Linked DNA regions of Callithrix jacchus: region 2 is linked to region 1. A link is a contact called in public Hi-C data. All regions are on one chromosome and are shown on one strand. Each heading gives the region's core, a stretch centred on a gene start, on an enhancer-like site or on the middle of the called end of the contact. The rest is flanking DNA. Distances are from core to core; before and after follow the strand shown.

Evidence for each region. Hi-C and Micro-C count contacts between places; a contact is called where the count stands out from the background.
Region 2: a contact with region 1 is called in a Hi-C map of skeletal muscle, with 5 times the contacts expected there. The contact joins two enhancer-like sites. A contact is called at or near these places in 3 of 3 Hi-C or Micro-C datasets (induced pluripotent stem cells and skeletal muscle).

What each region holds. Positions count from the first base shown.
Region 1 is chr19:30,557,317-30,560,636 of calJac240_pri, forward strand. OPTC (opticin) reads left to right here. Exons shown (of 7, transcript XM_078356427.1): 7 at 17-302. Among named protein-coding and RNA genes, the nearest start is that of OPTC, 11 kb to the left of the region's middle. Within about 2 kb of position 1,800, at least 1 of the 16 cell types and tissues checked has an H3K27ac peak or open chromatin away from gene starts, as enhancers often do. A contact at or near this core is called in skeletal muscle, where this site is marked.
Region 2 is chr19:30,758,940-30,762,259 of calJac240_pri, forward strand. All of the region lies in intron 2 of ATP2B4 (ATPase plasma membrane Ca2+ transporting 4), which reads left to right. It also overlaps the pseudogene LOC118149533. Among named protein-coding and RNA genes, the nearest start is that of ATP2B4, 68 kb to the left of the region's middle. Within about 2 kb of position 1,737, at least 4 of the 16 cell types and tissues checked have an H3K27ac peak or open chromatin away from gene starts, as enhancers often do. A contact at or near this core is called in skeletal muscle, where this site is marked.

The sequences.
Region 1 (3,320 bases), core at 550-3,049:
ACACCTATGGCTCCAGGCTCAGAGAACAGCAATGTCTTCGGTGGCGCTCCTTTCCATATTCCCCATCTCTCGTACCCACACAGAATGCCGAGAAAGTCGTGGGAGAGGAAGAGGAGGAGGGGAAGAGGAGGAAGAACGGGGGAAGAGGAGGAGAAGCAGTGATGTGCTGGAGCCTGCTCTTACTACTTGCAGGAGCAGATTATTAAATTTTCCAGAATTTTGCAAGTCAGTTGTTAAACATAGCCATTATGAAAAATTAAATTATATAAACTCACAATTAAATACATTATATTGAAAACAAATGTAATAATTATTCAAAAACCATCACTTTTCAATTAGCTTACTATATTCCACTATTAACCATGCCCTCGAAGTTATTTCTGTCGGTGGTATCTGTGTGGGAGAAACGCTGGACCATGGTGTGCTCCGGGGCAGCTCTTCCAGCTCTTCCTTCAGTGACACCACATTGGTGGTTTCAAATTGGCCATGGCAGGGGCATTTACACTACAGAAGTTGGAATTTCCTTTTTTGAGAGCTGACTATAAAATCTTTGCCTGCCTGCCACTGAGGAGAAAGAATGGCTACTTAAACCAGCTCCCCCTACCCACACGCCATGCTACTGGGGCTGAGATGGGTAGGATTTCTAAGGGGCATTCCTTCACCTCCAGCTCTTCTGAGGCCAGGGCCTCCTGTTAGATTTGGAGGGAACCATCCATAAGGATGGAGAACTGAAAGATGCACCTCTTGTAGCACTTACCTACTCCCTGGCTCACTGGCAGTGTCTGAGCAAGGCTCAGCCCTCTGGTTCCTGGCCACTGGGGCGTCCATCCTTCCCATTCGCTCCTGCATGTTCCAACACCAGAGGGCAGCCTTGTGCAAAGATAAATAAAAATAGCAATTACTCACCTCTGCCTTTGGATCCAGGACAGGGGCTGCTATGCTGGGAGGATGGGAAGAAGGGCAACTGTCATGTAGCCAATGATTTGTTCCTTGAGTTAGAAGGGAGAGGAGACGCCACCCTTTCCCTGCCCCTTATAAGGAGGCTTTGGGCAAGGGGGATGTGACGGATGGGTGCTTGGCCTCAGGCCCCATGCTAAGGCATGAGAGAGGTATGAGGCAGGGAATTCACTTACCCACGCAGCAGGGTCTTATGGAGACTGCCACATGGTGATACGATGGTGCACAACGAAACATAGTCCTTTCCTCATAGAGCTTAGAGTGTAGTGCAAAAGGCAGGTGTTAAATAATCACACCAATAACCACGCTGTTCAACTTATAAAAGTGCTGCGATGGGAAGGTACAGAATGCTGTGCATGCTTATAAGAGGAGAACCCAGCTTAGGGGTCCAGAAGATCTTGCAGAACTGACGTTTAAGCCGAAACCCAAAGGAGTGGTAGTTAGCCAGGCGATAAGTTGCCAAGGCAATTATTCAAGGTCCCAGGCAGTCCCCGAGTCTGGAGGGACAGGTGTTTCTTGAGAGCCACATGGAAAGGAATCCATGTGCCTGCCTCCCCCACCTCTGTCTAGCACCTCACTGTGCCCTTGGATCCTCACGACCGTCCTGTAAGCAGCAAAGGCAGAAGTTACTCTTCACATTCTTCAGATGAAGAGACGGAGAACTAGAGACCAATCATGGACCCCAGCTCACACGGGTGACTCAGGGTTGGACCAGGACTCGACAACAGGCTACAGACTGGCAGTGGGAAGTCTTGAAGGTGGTAGGAGGTGCCTTCATGCCTTTGTGGTGCCCGTCCTCACTCCTAGGGAGTCTAGGATCCCAGTGCACGTGAACCTAGGGGAGGACAGGAAGGTAGTGAGCCAAGGGCTCCTTGCCTTTCAGAGCAGCAGGGCTGTCACTGGCCCTTCTCCTCCTTTGCCTCCTCTTTCCATCTCTGTTACAGCAGAATCTGTGTGTGTGTGTGTGTGTGTGTGTGTATGAAAGTGAGTGTGTGTGTGTGAAAGTGAGAGTGTGAGAATGTGTGAGTGTGTGTGAAAGTGTGTGTGAAAGTGAGAGTGTGTGTGAGTGTATGTGTGAAAGTAAGTGTGTGAGTGTGTGTATGTGTGTAAAAGTGTGTGTGAGTGTGTGTGAAAGTGAGAGAGTGTGTGTATGTGTGTGTGAAAGTGAAGTGTGAGTGTGTGTATGTGAGTGTATGAATGTGTGTGAGTATATCTGTGTGTGAAAGTGAGTGTGTGAAAGTGAGTGAGTGTGTGTAAGTGTGTGAGTGTGTGAAAGTGTGTATGTGGGTGTGTGAAAGTGTGTGTGCACGTGTGTGAAAGTGTGAGAGTGTGTGTATGTGTGAAAGTGAGTGTGAGAGTGTGTGAGTGTGTGTGAAAGTGAGTGTGTGTGAAAGTGAGTGTGTGTGTGAAAGTGTGTGCGCGTGTGTTTGTGCAAGTGTGTGAGAGTATGTGTATGTGTGTGAAAGTGAGTGTGAGTGTGTATGTGTGTGAGTGTATGAAAGTGTGTGTGAGTGTGAGTGTGTGTGTAAAGGTGAGAGTGTGTGTGAAAGTGAGTGTGAGAGTGTGAGTGTGTATGTGTGTGTATGAAAGTGTATGTGTGAGTGTGTGAGTAAAGGTGAGAGTGTGTGTATGTGTGTGAAAGTGAGAGTGTGTGTGTATGTGTGTGTATGAAAGTGTGTGTGTATGTGTGTGTAAAGGTGAGAGAGTGTGTGTGAAAGTGAGTGTGAGAGTGTGTGTGTGAAAGTGTGTGTGTGAGTGTGTGTGTGTGTCTGTACTCTCCCTCTCCCCCTTTCTGTTTCATCCACCAATCCTATCCTGTTCCATAACCAGCATCCCATTCCATATCCTGCCTTATTGGATTAGGACAAGGCCTAGGCATGCAACAGCTGAAAGCCTCAAGTTCCCCAACTGCAAGAGACCCTGGATTGAGGAACACTATTTTTTTTTAAATCCAATAAAAAAAAAATTAGGTTTTCCAGAACTGGGCTTTTGGGATCTGGAAGCCACATCATTGCCACACGCCTCTTGGTCACTCTTTGCTGAGTACAGGAAGTAGTCTGGCTCCTGCTCTATTGTGTGGCAGGGGATCTAACAATCCCTGGACTCCTGGAGTTTGCCAGACCTATCACAGACGCTTTTCTGTGCATCCACTCATTTAATTCCAGCAATGACCCTGGAGAGTAAGGATGCTCGTCTCCATACTGCAGATGAAGAAACGAGCTTCTGAAATGGGAGTGCCCCAATCCAAACATCGAGAGAGTGGCAGAGCTAGGATTCAACCCCAGGTCCATCTACAGAGCCTGCAGTCCTGCTCTCTGTCACACTCCAATGCAGACATCACTTTCAAGTTCCAATGAAAGGAG
Region 2 (3,320 bases), core at 487-2,986, 200 kb after region 1:
TCAGCCTGCAGTTTTTGCGTTTCATTTCGAACATTTGTTCCACCAATGCAGGCGGCAAGTTGCTCCCATATAGTCTCCAAGTGCCAGAATTACCTTTTAGATCTGTTGAGCCAGTTCTCTGGCGGGGGCCAATGCTAGTGCTTGGGTCTCCTTGAACTCAATCTCCAACTGTTGCAGGATGGAAACAGCAAATGTGGCTGTCTTGCCAGTACCCGACTGAGCTTGAGCAATCACATCATACCCTTTAATAGAGGGAATAAGAGCTCTCTGCTGAATAGCGGAAGGCTTCTCAAAACCGTAAGCATAGTTGCCCCGAAGAAGAGACTCCTTTCAATTCATATCATCAGAGTTATCAACAATCTCATTCCAGTTGCTCTCGATGACAACATTGAGGTCCATTCCCTCCGGGCCACCATGTTCTCTGTTATAATCTGCGGAGCCACCGGACATGATCCAATAAACCCACTCAGCGCCCGACTGAAAAAGTGGCAGTGGCATGTTTTACCAAGAATTGTCCTTTTTGCCACAAGCTGAGATACACTGGGATTGGGCTCTTCCTCAGTTTGGCAGATTGACATTTCTTGTAGTATTGCCAACCTGGAAAAAACTAAGTACATATCCCAAACAAATGTTCACCTACAAGACTGCTGCCTTATTATTAACATGTCTAATGCTAGTATTTACATAATAAGATAGGCAAACATAGATATGAATGAGGTAGGCTGGACACGGTGTCTCACGCCTGTAATCCCAGCACTTTGGGAGGCCGAGGTGGACGGATCATAAGGTCAGGAGATCAAGACCATCCTGGCTAACACAGTGAAACCCCGTCTCTATTAAAAATACAAAAATTAGCCAGACGTGGCAGTGGGCACCTGTAGTCCCAGCTACTCAGTAGACTGAGGCAGAAGAATTGCTTGAATCCTAGAGGCCGAGGTTGCCGTGAGCCATGATCACTCCGTTGCACTCCAGCCTGGGCGACAGAGAGGGGCTCTGTCAAAAAAAAAAAAGAGAGAAGTGAAGAAGTGGGTGAGGTAATACAGAACGGTGTAATATTTTCCTCACACTGTAACAGATGGATGCATGTCCCCCGCCAGAGACCACTGCTCTAAAGAACAGTAGTGTTAGGGGATGTGGAGGACTAGGCGAGTGAAAATGGAATGGAACAGATGTGAGAGGAAGATGGGCAACTGGCTTCTTTGAGGTTTTCTTCCCTATCTTTAGAGCTTACAGTCTGTTCTGGAATATCAGTTTTTAGAAGCTTGTCCATTTAACGTTAGAAGAATAACTTCTGTTTTCCTCTTTCTTTGTTCCCTCTGCCTGTATCCTTGCCCCAACTCTACTAAGGATGCCACATAAGTGATCCTAATAACAATGATCTGGGCTTGGCCTCAGAGATTAACATTCTGTGGTCCGCTCTGCCCACAAAACTTTGGGCAGTTGTATTGGCACTAACTAGTTTAAGGTGTGAGAGAGACTCAAGCCAAAAGTGTCCTCCCTCTGTCCCTCCCCATCCCTCACCGCAGGGAACGCCACTTGGCATCCTGGATGTCTCAATACGCTTTGGCGTGTAGGACCCTGTCTGGTTTGAGTTTCTTGCCTATGGCTGAATCGGTCCTCTTGAAGGCTGGGGGCTTTCTCTTCCTAGCCCCACCCAGGCTCTGCCAGTTCTTTTCTATTTAGCCCTCCTTGCCTAGAGCTAGGTTTCTGGGTTCACTGGCATAATGCTGCCCAGCTGGGGTCAGAGGGGTCTTTATGAGGAGAGTGGCTAAGGCTTCCCCAACATGAGAGCCCTTCCTGCTTTCTCTCCTGGGGCTCTTTATGCTCCATTCCTTTGACAACTCAGCAGCAACACTTGCAATTTTTGGGGGGTCTGGTTTGGTTTTTAACCTTCTCATTCTTGCTTTGCATTGAACCATTAGCTGGTGGTGGGAAGAAAGATAGCATTCCCTCTGGGTGAAGCAGATACTGCATCTACTGAAAGAGGAGCTTTCATTCTTGTTCTTTAGCTCCAAGGTGGGACTATAACGCTGGATGGAAGCACATTCATGAAGTGCAGAAGGTGGCAGAGTGGCAGAGCAGAAAGCTAAGTGGAGCACACTAGGGAGACTTTTTTCCCTGGGCCACAGTTGCTGTTTTCAAAAAAAGGCAAAGCTCGGGGTGGGTTAAAGGGAATCATGCCCTGAGGAAGCAGCCCACCCCGAGAAGGGATTTTTTAACCAGAAGGAGGAAAGCAGCATTGTTCCCCAAGTTCATCATCCTCTGGCTGTGACCTTGAATCGACTGCTTTATCTCTAGGAGCCGGAAGTCTAGCAGATAGAGAGCAAATCTCCAAGCCGCGGTGTGTTAAACTGGAGATGCTGAAGTAGGGAGACTCCTGTATACTTGGAAGAGTAGCATCTGCTTATTAGTCAGAGATGGCTCAGTCTTGCATGGCCCTATTTGGATTTTAAGCCACTCCTCCCCCTTATTCCCCAAATCCAGGGTTGTTGGGGTTTTTTTTTAATTAATGTAAACCTTTTTTTTTTTTTTTTTTGAGACAAGGTCTTGCTCTGTTGCCCAGGCTGGAATGCAGTAACAAAATCACAGCTTACTGTAGCCTCAACCTCCTGGGCTCAGGCAATCCTCCTGCCTCAACCTCTCAAGTAGCTGGGACCACAGATATATGCCATCATGTCCCGCTAATTTTTTTTAATTACTTGTAGAGACAGAATCTTTCTGTGTTGCCCAGGCTGGTCTTGAACTCCTGAGCTCAAGCTATCCTCCCACCTTGGCCTTCCAAAGTGCTGGGATTATAGGCATGAGCCACCAAACCAAGCCCAAATCCAGGGTTTTTAAGGATGGTCTTAAAAGGTGTTCTGCTCTCTGTTCTTCTCAAGTACCAAAAGATAACTGCCTTCAAATCAACCCAGAGAACATTCTCCCTGGTACTATCTGTGTGGGAGAAGATTCTTCTGCCTCCTTCGGCAAGGTATCACAACTCAGACAGCTGGAAAGTCCCTCCTGATGTCTACCTTAGCACCACCCTTTCTGGGGCTGAGCTGGTTCTGATAAGTGGTGCCTCTGCCCTTCCCTGCTGGAGCTAGGCCACTGAGGGCCGGGCTGGACTTCTACCAGGTCCTAGGTTCTGCAGACTCATGGCAGACACAAATGTTCCACTGCTGTTTATTCCATGTTCCCACCCAGCCTGGGCAGGCATCATGCAACTCCCCTGCGTGGGGTGGGGGTGATGACTTCACAGCTGAACATTCTCTCCGCCTCTCCCAGCTCATGTGTTCAGTCTGGTTCATAGGGCCAGAAGTAATCCCAGTCCGGGTGGG